Regions from separate parts of the Macaca mulatta genome. Here region 1 is linked to region 2. Evidence: chromatin contacts called from public Hi-C data. All regions are on one chromosome and are shown on one strand. The core of a region is the stretch at or near the end of the contact, and the rest is flanking DNA. Distances in the headings are between cores, read along the strand shown. Region 1 holds the start of URB1 (URB1 ribosome biogenesis homolog). Region 2 holds the start of CFAP298 (cilia and flagella associated protein 298).

Region 1 (6,048 bases), core at 2,460-4,959, 210 kb after region 2:
CCAGTCTTTAGAAGTAAGTCACTAAACCTACACTGGGGAAGTGGGGAGGAGTATTTGAATTAAGGTCCACCTCTTGAAGTGGGACGTATCTACATATATTATTTGTATTACTTTTGTAAGGAAGATTTATCTCTTCTCCCCCATTTATTTACTTAGCAACCAATTTATTTTTATTTTATTATTATTATTTCTTTTAGAGATGGGGTCTTGCTAAACTGTTGCCCAGGCTGGACCCATACTCCTGGGTTCCAGTGATCCTCTTGCCTCAGCCTCCCAAGGTGCTAGGATTACAGGCATGAGCCACCATGCCTGGTGATCATCATTTTTTATATCAGTATGGACTTACATATGTTTACTTTTTACCCTAGGTTATGATCCAATGCTATATTATTCGTTTTGTCACCAAAACTGTTCCAGTGGGAGTTCTTTCAAGTTGGTTCCTATGACTCTTTGACATCGCTCCATTCTTTCTAAATGGTGCTTTGTTTTCTATCACATATTTATTTATTTTTGTTTTATATTTATTTTATTTTTTGAGACAGGGTCTCCCTCTGTTGCCTTGGCTGGAGTGCAGTGGGGCAATCCAGCTCACGGCAGCCTCAGTGTTCTGTGCTCAAGCAATCCTCACACCTTGGCATCCTGATTAGCTGGGACTGCAGAATGCACCACCATACCCAGCTACTTAAATTTTTTTTTTCTTTTTTTTTGGAGAGACAAGGTCCCACTATGTTGCTCCTGAGTTCAAGTGATCCTCCCACCTCAGTCTCCCAAAGCGCTGGGATTACAGGCATGAGCCACCATACCCAGCTTCTCCTACATATATAAATTAGCTATTGCTAATGTAGAGGTAATGCTACCAATTTTGGTAACTGATTTTATGTCTGACAACCTTGCTAAACTCTTACTTAGTTTGCATTTCTGTTGACTTTTCCAATTAGATGACAGTTTCACTTCTTCTTTGTCTTGCCTTATTTCACTAGCCATGACCTCTCGTAATAGATAGTAGCATGGTGGACATCCCTGTTTTTCCTATTGTTCCCAGTTATAATTCAAGGGCATGTAAAGTTTTCCCATTGTTCATGATGGTTGCTGCAGGGTTTTGGTGTATAATCTTTACCAAGTTAAGGAAAGTCCTTCTATTCCTAGTTTTATGTGAATTTTTAAAATCATAAATAGGTATTTTTTCAAATGTCTTTTTCCATCTATTGAAATCATAATGGATTTTTCTCCTTTAATCCATTATTGTGGTGAGTTATATAAGCAAGGTATTATTTCCTTGTATTTCTTGTGTTTTTTTTTCAAGTGCAGCTTTGTATTCAGTTAGCTAATATTCTATTTACACACATTTATATCCATACTTGAAATAAGTTCATCATTTTCATACTTTGTATTATCCTTAGCTTGTTCTGTATTTAAGGTTATATGAGGCTCGTAAAAGATGTTGGGATACTTTATTTTTTATTTTGTGGAACAAACTGCACAAGGTGAGAATTATCTGTTTCTGAAAAGATTGTTAGAACTTAACTGAAAAATCATCTTCACGTTGGGAAAGTGCTATGGTTTGAATGTTTGTGTCCCCCTCAAATTCACTATGTTGAAACCCCATCCCCAATGCGATATTATTTGGTGGTGGGGGGCTTTTTGTGAGGTAATTAGCTCATGAGGGGGGAGCCCTCAGATGGAATTAGTGTCTTTATGAAATAGGCCCAATCAAGAAAGGTCAGGAGACAGAGAGTGAGGTATGAACAGGAAAAGTCCACATGAAGTGACTATCTGAGCCACTTGAGCTCTGGGCAAAGAGTTTCAAAGACAGAGAACAAGTACAAAAGCCCTCAGCTTTTTTCCTCGGCTTACAATGTCCTAGGAGCAGTACCACATAGTCTGCAACAAACCAGAATGCTCCTGGAGGCAAATAATGCAAAGCTTTGATATGGAAAGCCAAGTCACTATCCAGAGGTTGGTGAGCCTCATAACCGAACAAAGGGTTAACCCAGCATCAACGATTCATGACATTAACTTAGTCTAAAGCATCAAAATGCACTTCTGAGCCACACTTGCCATCACGCACATCTCTGGCTAAGGCTGTAAATGGGCACTGCCAACTTCTGTTTCTTTGCTTTCAATTTGGGACTAAGATACACTGGGTGAGTCCTGGCTCCACCAGTTACTAGCTGGATAATCCTGGGAAGTTCCTCATGCTCTTTAATTGTTTGTAAAGCAAACCAGCGCAGAGAGATGGTAATTTGACCAAGGTCACACAGGCAGAAACCGAACTCAGGGCTTTTGACTGTTTCTGCTCTCTGATAACTCTTTGGTTGGGACCACCATGGCAGAAAACAAAGTTGGTGGTTAGCGATTAACCAAAGAGGACCAGTGTGGATAATCAGTCAGAATTAAGTCTGTATTCACTAATGAGTGCTGCCTTTTACAGATGACTTTTTGAGCATATCCCCCTCTCAATACTGCTGCATTAGCTCATATCTGCTGGGGGTGACACCCTATCTCTGACCTGCCTACAACAGACATCTCCACAAGCACAATAACCTTGTCAGGACAGAGGCTCAGTGTCAACACACGTGCTTTTTCTACTAGAAACTCTACAACCCCAACAGGCCACAAAACGCCACATCCTCAGATGTTCAAAACATATCTGCTTACAGAATATGAAACACTATTTTCTTAGACTAGAGGACAACCTGATGGAGAATTTCAGTAATCACCAAGTTACTTATCTAATCCGCTGGTTCATGATTTATTTGGACACATACCCAAGTATTGATGAAGTCGTATTAAAATATGTACCAGCCTGTTTTTACTTATTCATTTTTACTTTCATTTTATTTCAGAGCATTTAATGCGGTTCACAAGTCAATAACATCTTCCAAAAACACACTGTATTGTTTTCCTCGTTAAAGCAGTTTTTCATACATTGCATCATTTTCTGTTCATAACAGTCCCAAGGACTGGATAGGGTTGGCTTTGCTGTCTCCATTTTAATGGCAGGAACTTAGATGTGGAGGCCTTATGCTGTCCAGGAAGAGGTTTTACAGACGTTACTTCGTTTGGTCTTCTCCTCCCACCCTGTACGGCACAAACAGCCCATCAGTTTGGGGAAGTCTGGGGTGGAGGACAGTCTGGAGTGACATCCTACCAGACCAGTCGATCTGGTTCGGGCTGTGACATAAGCTAGGGGTCGAAGTCAGGGGCACCCGCAGAGGGGGACCTGCCCGGCACCTAGCCAAGGCGAATCCGCCTTCCCTGCCAGCCACCCGGGTCTCAAATTGGCAAAGTATCGAATCCTGTTGTGTGTGAAGCAAGCTCTTCATGCGACACCGTCAGGGCGACCTCGGGTCAAGAACTACTCATTGTGCTGCTTGTATGCGCCGGGGCCCGCGTCTTCGCGGACCGGCCGGGCCAGGAGTGAAAGGTCTGGGAGTTCTTCCTGCCAAGAGCACCCGAGAGAGCCACCGGGATCAGGAGCGCGCCCCAGTGCACCCCAAACCCCGCAGCCGGGGGAGGGGAGTGTCGTGGAGTGTCCGCTCGCCCCATGCCGTGACCGAGCCAACCGGGACAGCAAACTCACAGGGAGACCCATGACTGGATTCCCGCCGGCCTACCCCTTCCACAGGCCACGCCCCTTCCGCCGGTCCCGGCCTCCAGCGGGCCCGCGCCTTCCGCCTGCGTTTCCCCGAGCCCCGCCTCTTCCGGTATCCCCGCCCTTTCCTGCCCCATGTGGTCCTGAAGCGCGTGTCCGCTCTCTGTGCTAGTGCTCCTGCCGGGACCCCTCAGGTGTGTCGTTTCTGTCGCGCTTCCGCCCTGTCGGCCATGGGGGTCTCCAAGAGGAAGGCCTCGAGTGGCCAGGACGGCGCGGCTTCCTCCGCGGGCGCAGCCAAGCGGGCCCGCAAAGAAGAGCTCACGGGCGTGCGGTTCAAGGCTCAGCTGAAGGACCCGCAGGGCCCCGGGCCAGGTGAGTCCGGGGCGGCAGGCGCAGGATCAGGAGCACAGGCTGGCGAGGCGGCCTCCGTGTGCCAGGCACAACCTCTCTTTTCTTCAGCTTTCGGGTCACCTAGGCTCAGTAGCAAGCCTCTGGTTTGCAGAAGACTGAGGTTCAGGACTGCTCTGTACTTCCTTGCTCTGGACTATCGGCGATAGCGAGGGGACCCCGACTTGCTTGATTGGGACCATTTCACGTTACAACACATTTATTTCCCTTGCCCAGGCAGCATCCCTCCGCTAGTTCTAAATTTTATTGCAGTTGTCAGGGAAGTAAATGAAGTGTCCTTCTCTGTTGAGTCCTTACTGAGTCAGCTCAGGACGGTTCATGATACACTTTGCTACTCCTTGGGGCGTCAGCACCGTTTTTTCAAGAGCTTCTATCCCCCAGCACTCATACTGACTTGATGACTTGTAACAAGCTGCTGGAAGCCACCACAGCTACTTGTCAGTTTACCAGGAATGGGCCAGTGACTGAGATGGAGTCGACTCTATAATTACACTTTTTGTGAAGTGTGACCATCCTTCACGACTACTTGTAATCGTTCGGAAAGTAACATGGTTTGGGAAAAACGCAATTGAACGTGTTGCCATGTGGAAGCATTGCTCTAACATAAAACAGTGGCAGTTTTTCTCTCAGGATAAATAAATTATTAAATTAATGGCCAAAATAGCTTCAACTTCAATTTTTGTCCTGATTTTTTTTTTTTAACAGACAGGATCTTGCTGTGTTGCCAAGGTTGAATGAAGTGCAGTGGCACAATTATGGCTCACTGCAGCCTTGAACTTCTGGGCTTACGCTGCCCTCCCACCTCAGTCCCCCAAGTAGCTGAGACTGTAGGTGCACACCACCATTCCCAGCTATGTTTTTTTTTTTCACTTTTTGTAGAGATGGAATCTCACTATGTTGTCCAGGCTGCCCTCGAACTCCCAGTCTCAAGCAATGCTCCCACCTTGTCTTCTCAAAGGGCTGGGAGTATAGGCATGAGCCACCACACCTGGCCTGTTTTTAAAGTTTTGATACCTGTACTTGCTAGTCACAGCTAGGAAGATGATACTTACATTAGCATAGAATTATATATTTCCGAATTCATTATTTTTTATTTATTTATTTTTGAGACAGAGATTCGCTCTTGTTGCCCAGGCTGGAGTGCAATGATGCGATCTTGGCGCACCGCAACGTCCGCCTCCAGGTTCAAGCAATTCTCCTGCCTTAGCCTCCCAAGTAGCTGGGATTACAGGCATGCACCACCACGCCCGGCTAATTTTGCATTTTTAGTAGAGATGGGGTTTCTCCATGTTGAGGCTGGTCTCAAACTCCTGACCTCAGGTGATCTGCCTGCCTCGGCCTCCCAAACTACTGGGATTACAGGCATGAGCCACCACGCCCAGCCTCATTAAGTATTACTAGAGGCTATTATTTGCTAGGTAGAGAGAAAGTGATGAGTAAAAATCTCAAAAAGCCTCTGCCTTTGTGGGGCTTTACAAACAGTCCAGTCGAGTGAGGAAGGCAGATATCGGTCAGCAAAATCATACACATAGAGTTTCAAGCATGAGTTTTCCAAAGGAGAGGTACATGGTGCCTGAGGGTGTTTAGCAGGCCTTGGATCTAATCTGGGAGCTCAAAGAAGGCTCCCCTGAGGAAGTGGCTTTTCAAAAGGATTCTAGGATGGGACAGGGACAGGAACCTTTCTGGCAGAAGAAAGAGCACGTTTAATTGTTAAAAAGATGTAGTATCTGTATTTCATGGTCTTGCACAGAGAGTCTCATGACATTCAGGTGCTACATCATGTGAACACGTGTCAGAAGGAAACCTGGGTTGACAGCCCATGGGTGTAAGTGAGTAGTTGAAAGATGGGGCAAAGCTGAGTCAGTGGGTGAAAGTGTGGATCTCTTGTTTGAGGCTATGTTGAACTAGTGTTTGAGTCTGGTCTGTATCTTGAATTCTCTCCTCTCTTCCTCTTGATATGCTCTCGTAACCTCCTATGATAGGATTGCTGGAGGATCAGGGAAGTGAAGTTGATGTTTGTTAGGAGACTTTGTTTTCACCAGGCA
Region 2 (6,522 bases), core at 272-2,771:
GACCACAAATACCAGGGCTGACAAATTTAAAGATACTGCACGGGCTTGATCTGTGGTTATTTTAATCACTAGATGATTTAATAATCACTAGATGATTACTAAGCTACATATTTAAACAAAACTGGATGGTCAAAACATGGGTTCTTATGCAACGATTTTCCACATTTCTCAATATTATTAACAATTATATGGAGACCCCGTAAAATATGTAAGTTTGTGGACATGTAGCTCTCTATCTGGAAGGCTATACTGTAAAATTTTAAGAAGCTGATGACTACAGAATTGGATTCAAGAGAAAGGGTATGACCTTATGGCCCGCAGTCAGGAGCTAAGAAAACATAGTAGCCCATTTCCCCTGGCGAGATAGGCATTTGCCAATCAGACCAGTACTGCCTGTTCCGGGGTTTGAGTGATCCCTGTCTCAACAGTACTAGAAATAATAACACATCTTCCCCTCTCCCAAGGCTCCATCCCCCTTCTATCCACTATCAGTTATCAGTCTTCCTACCAAGCCCAGATTGGCTTTGGGCATTTCCAGGCCTTCAGTCATACCCTTTCGCCCAACACGCCCCCTCCCCAACACACACTCCCCAGTTTCAACCAAGAAGACCAAAGTTCCAAAGCTTAAGGAACAGGAAGTAGCGGGCGCTTGTAACAGTCAAATCAATATGTACTCAGCACTGCTCCCCTCCAAGAACGAGACAACGGGTAGAGGCCTTGCACCATCTCGCCTAGACGCCTTGTTACTAAGGACTCTGCAAATGTTATGCATCTCTTCAGGCATTCCTTGACCATCCAACCTAAGAAGTCCATCAACCTGTTTAGTTTTTTTAGTCCTGTATTTGAATTTGCATTGTCCGTTTATTTATTATTTTTGAAACACAGTTTCACTCTGTCGCAGAGGATGGAGTGGCGCGATCTAGGCTCACTGCAACCTCCGCCTCCCGGGTTCAAGCGATTCTCCCACCTCAGGCTCCCTAGTAGCTGGAATTACAGGCACGTGCCACTACGTCTGGCTGATTTTTGTATTTTTAGTAGAGACGGGGTTTCACCATGTTGGCCAGGCTGGTTTCGAACTCCCGACCTCCCAAAGTGTTGGGATTACACGCGTGAGCCACAGCGCCCGGCCTGCCATTTATTTTTATTTTCTCTTTGTCACACTAAAATATAAGCTCCATGGGAGCAGTGACTGTGGATCTGCGGCGCCCGGAAGAAACAGCGACTGACGCCGATCGACTTCTGCAAGAGTCCGCTGGATATTTCGGGAAGGGTCGCTGAGGCAGGAAACGCTGGAGCTACCCTACCAACGCCATCCAAATCAGCCTGAACGAAGAAGTGCGGACACTCGCCCTGGCCCCTCCGTCCTGAAAAGCAAACGCGCGCAAACAGCAGCCAACAGAGCGACCCAGTTCTAGGTCGCTGCCGCCAAACTTTCCCAGGCCGGAAGCAGCATGGAGGCGTTGCCGGAAGTGGAGACTGAAAGCGGCGGAAGGGACGCTAGAATGTGGAGCGGTTGTGGGGCGGCAGTTGCGGAACTCGGCGCGTATGTTGCCTGCCGTCCCTCCCATTCCCCATCTAGTAACTCCCACCTCAGCCCACGTATCTCCCTGAGTGGAATCTCGGGCCCCAGACCAGTCGATTGGGAGGTCCACCCTCCACTTCAGCGGCTTGGTCTGTGTTTGGGAAGTTGCCACGACAACAGTCACTTCCGGGAGGGGCCTCTGCGAATCTCCTTCCGTCGGCCCGGCCAGAATCAGCTGCCCTCTCAGGCTGTGTGGGTGGTTTCCCCGGCGGCAGCTACATGTGGGCGTAGATTGCTGGGCCTCAGTGCACACCAGCCTCCGCTACGCGAGTTCTGAGCTGGAGCTGGCGGCTCTTTTGACTCTGCTTCACTGTTGCTGCTGGCAACATCCACTTCCGGGAGCGAGTGCCGTTTCCCTAGCTCACTGCGGGCTCGGGAGCGTGGGGTTCGGGCCCCCGAGCGGCTGTTGTTAGTACGTCGCCGCTGCTGGCGATCCGGCGACCCTCGGCCGGCCGGATCCGCGGGCCACACAGCCCGGGCCTTCTCACCGCCTCAGTGCCTCGGCGGGACCGCCATGGTTCTGCTGCACGTGAAGCGGGGCGACGAGAGCCAGTTCCTGCTGCAGGCGCCTGGGAGCACCGAGCTGGAGGAGCTCACGGTGCAGGTGGCCCGGGTCTATAATGGGCGCCTCAAGGTGCAGCGCCTCTGCTCAGGTGCGGCTCACGGGCGGGCCCAGCCGGGACAGATCGAGAGACAGGCGTGGGATGGAGAAAGAGGGGCAGGATGGGCCGAGGGGTCAGGTTTGTGAAGATTATTGAAGAGATTTGCAGCAGCCGGGGTTGAAACGGGACACTAGGGTTAACCGGAGATGAATAAGGAACCGAAGGTCCGGCCTGTCTGGCATCCCGGGCTGGGAGGTGGGCCCAGGTGCCTCTCGGAGCCGGGATGCTGCGAATCCTGGGGTGCTGCGAATAAGTGGAAATGGGCTGGGGAGGGAGGAGGGAACCTAAAGACCGGGCTGAACAGCCGACTTAGTGCAATTAATCACGTGTGAGGGGTGAGATGAGAACTGGATGGGCTTTTAAAAGCTGAATTTACTATTTTTAGTCGCCCGATGTAAAGCAGCGAGCCACCTGGCTTTGGGGCGGCTCCTTACAGTTGAGGAAGCCTTGGTGATTTTTCCCCGCCCTGGAAACGGCCTGTTGTTCGCTTGGCGGCGCCGTCTCCCTTCCCCGCGCAGGTTCCAGGGCACCGCTGTTCCGCAGAATCTCCCCGCGGTGGAAGGGCCCCCATCTGTGCTGTCCATTGGGTAGCCGCCGGCCACGTGTGGCAGAGCATTTGGAATGTGGCTAGTGTGGCCAGGCAACCGAATTTTACATTTTCATTTTAATTTATTAAATATATATATAGTGTGTGGGGTGTGTGTGTGTGTGTGTGTGAGAGAGAGAGAGAGACAGGGTCTCTCTGTCGCCCAGGCTGGAGTGCAGTGGTGCGATCTCGGCTCACTGCAACCTTCGCCTCCCGGGTTCAAGGGATTCTCCTGCCTCAGCTTCCCAAATATCTGGAATTACAGGCACATGCCACCACGCCCAGCTAATATTTGTATCTTTAGTGGAGGCGGGGTTTCATCATGTTGGCCAGGCTGGTCTCGAACTCCTGACCTCAGGTGATCCTCCTGCCTTGGCCTCCCAAAGTGCTGGATTACAGGTGTGAGCCACTGCGCCCGGCCGATTTTAATTAATTTGAATAAATTTAAATCGCCAAGTGAGTGAGTACCTGCCGCATTAGACAGCATAGCTTTTGAACTTGACGGGATGATACTTTCTGATGTGGTGTAGGATATTACTAAGTGTTTATATAACTATCATTATGTATACATAGAAAATACAAACGTAACTATTTGCAATAAATAGTATATTCATTTATGTGATTTATTAAATTGCATGAATATGTGATTTATTATTAAATGTATTGATTAAATTGCAGAACTTGTAATTTCTGCACCGTGGAGAAATTCCTGAGGGTTATGGTTCTTTTCATGAAACTTATGTGTAGTGTATTAATTGAGCTTCCAACACAAACACAATATTAAATGTTATCTTAAAGCATTTGAGGAGAAAAGGAATTTGTCTTTTCTTTCTATAACATTATAAATTGGAAATGTGCTGAATGCTGAGAGTCACATTAGTGAACTTAAAATTCATGTATTTATTCTGCACCAGTGCTCAGCCTTCAGAAGACAAGGATGGGGCCAGGTGCAATGGTCACACGGGTAATCCTGACACTTTGAGAGGCAGAGGCAGGTGGATCCCTTGAGCCTAGGAGTTCTAGACCAGCCTAGAACATAGTGAAACTCAGTCCCTACTAAAAATACAAAACTGAACTGGGCGTGGTGACACATGCCTGTTGTCCCAGCTACTTGGGAGGCTGAGGCATGAGAATCGCTTGGACCCGGGAGGCAATGCTGCAGTGAGCTGAGATCACTCCACTGCACTCCTGCCTGGGTGAGAGAGGGAGACCCTGTCTCAAAGAAAAGAAAGACAAGGATGAATAAGACCAGTACCGTGCCCCTGTGTCAAGGGTCCAGGCCAGGTCTGGCACATAGCAAGTGGCATATAAATGTTCGTTCCATAAAATAGAGAGCCAGATGGGCAAGGCCCCTGACCCCTGGAAGGTAACATTCCAATGGGGTATGAGGTGGCATCATGATGACTGTGATAGATGTTATCTAACCTTCCCTTATTTTTAAGAAATAAGTAGCTTAGACTGTGGTGGAGAGGGAGACAGTAAACATCCCATTCAGTGACACCATTTATTCGTAATACTGTATTATTTCAGGTCAGGTGACGTCCTCACACAATGTTATGGGAACACTGAGATCCAAGTGCATCCTTCACAGGAAGGAAGGAGAGAGAGAGAAAGGAAGGAAGGCAATTTTGCAAGGTTAAAATGCGGACTGGTTTTGGGGTGAATATATAAGGATTAGGAAAAACAGCCATGCATTTGAATAGTGAACATGATACTAGAAAACTAAGTCCCTTGTCCCATCTCTGCTACCTCTGAGGGGTGTAAGCTGCTTTAAATCCTCCCCACTGATTTGTATAAATGATTTATGGAGCATTGACATGAAGTTTTATAGAAGGTCTCAGACCAGGCGCGTTGGCTCATGCCTGTAATCCCAGCACTTTGGGAGGCTGAGGTGGGTGGATCACTTGAGGTCAGGAGTTCGAGACCAGCTTGGTCAACATGGCTAAACCGTGTCTCTATTAAAATACAAAAATTAGCTGGGCATGGTGGCGGACACCTGTAATCCCAACTACTCAGGAGGCTGAGGCAGGAGAATCGCTTGAACCTGGGAGCTGGAGGTTTCAGTGAGCCTGAGATCGTGCCACTGCACTCCAGCCGGGGTGACACAGTGAGATTCCGTCTCAAGAAAAAAGATATCAGCTGCAGCTGTGTCATCTGAGCAAGCCTGACATGATACAACTTATAAATTAAGGAGGGTGGGGGGAATGTACAAGGTTAAATTAAATGAGATAGTCCATGTGAGTGCACTTGGAAAACTGTAAGACCCATGTGAATATATATTCAGGTGTTCAATGAATAGTAATTTTGCTTCTCCAGAGTTAGGAAGCACAACAGAGCACAAATGATTGGCCCCTCAATCTACAGGCCGATTGCCTGGGACCTGGGGCGAGCTTCTGAGCTCTCTATGCTGTTGGCTGAGGGTGGATCAATGACTCTTTGTCAAGGGTCCAGGCCAGGCCTGGCACTTAGCAAGTGGCATATAAATATTTGTTCCACAAAATAGTGAGCCAGTTGGGCAAGCCCCTGGCCCTTTGTAGCTTACGTTCCAATGCTATGAGGTGTTGTGATTTTGATACTGTCTTTTGCTTATTTTTAAGAAATGGAAGAATTAGCTGAACATGGCATATTTCTCCCTCCTAATATGCAAGGACTGACTGATGATCAGATTGAAGAATTGAAATTGAAAGATGAATGGGGTGAAAAATGTGTACCCAGTGGAGGTGCAGTATTTAAAAAGGATGATATTGGACGAAGGAATGGGCAAGGTAAGTGAGGATTTCTCTTCTATGTGCATGCTTATATAGGCATAAGTATGAAAACAGTTCCTTTTTTTTTTTTTTTTTTTTTTTTGAGAGGGAGTCTTGCTCTATTGCCCAGGCTGGAGTGCAGTGGCACAATCTCAGCTCACTGCCAACTCCATCTTCCAGGTTCAAGCAATTCTCCTGCCTCAGCCTCCTGAGTAGCTGGGACTACAGGCATGCGCCACCACGCCTGGCTAATTTTTGTATTTTTAGTAGAGACAGGGTTTTGCCATGTTGACCAGGCTGGTCTCAAACTCCTGACCTTAGGTGATCTGCCCACCTCGGCCTCCCAAAGTGCTGGGATTACAGGCATGAGCCAACGCGCCTGGTCTGAGACCTTCTATAAAACTTCACGTCAATGCTTCATAAATAATTTATACAAATCAGTGGGGAGGATTTAAAGCAGCTTACACCCCTCAGAGGTAGCAGAGATGGAACAAGGGACTTGGTTTTCTAGTAAAGAAAGCAGTTCTTTATGTTCAAAAATTGACCTCATCATTTCTCTACAGACTTAGAAAATACTGTACTCTGTAGCTCCTGTGGTAAAACTCTAATCTAGGATGAATTAGGTAGATAAAGGAAGTTTTTGTTTTGCTCTTAATAAGTTGCAGCTTGCTTTTAAATATATTCGATGAACCAGATGACATGACCCTTTCCCTTCTGTAGGTCAAAAATGGTTGAGTATTGGCAATTTCATGTGGTTCCACCTAATAATTGTTGGCAGATACTCACTGAAATGTATTCAGAGTTGTGTTTTGTTACTGTTCACAGATGTTGGGGGATCTTTCGAGCTGGACTGTGTGAAAGAGGAAAGGGAAAGCATGTCAGCACATGGACTTCCCTGATCAAGGACATGCCTCTCTCTGGGGCAGAGCACTTCAGTACATGGCA

What was found. A called contact is a pair of places that touch in the nucleus more often than the background predicts.
Region 1: a contact with region 2 is called in a Hi-C map of CD4 T cells, with 2.8 times the contacts expected there. The contact joins the promoter of URB1 here to the promoter of CFAP298 in region 2. A contact is called at or near these places in 6 of 14 Hi-C or Micro-C datasets (CD4 T cells, cortical neurons, fetal cortex germinal zone and 3 more).

The regions. Positions count from the first base shown.
Region 1 is chr3:14,946,117-14,952,164 of T2T-MMU8v2.0, forward strand. URB1 (URB1 ribosome biogenesis homolog) reads left to right here and starts at 3,710. Exons shown (of 40, transcript XR_003727897.2): 1 at 3,710-3,967.
Region 2 is chr3:14,739,285-14,745,806 of T2T-MMU8v2.0, forward strand. CFAP298 (cilia and flagella associated protein 298) reads left to right here and starts at 1,522. Exons shown (of 7, transcript NM_001194041.3): 1 at 1,522-2,235; 2 at 5,428-5,595. The coding sequence starts at 2,097.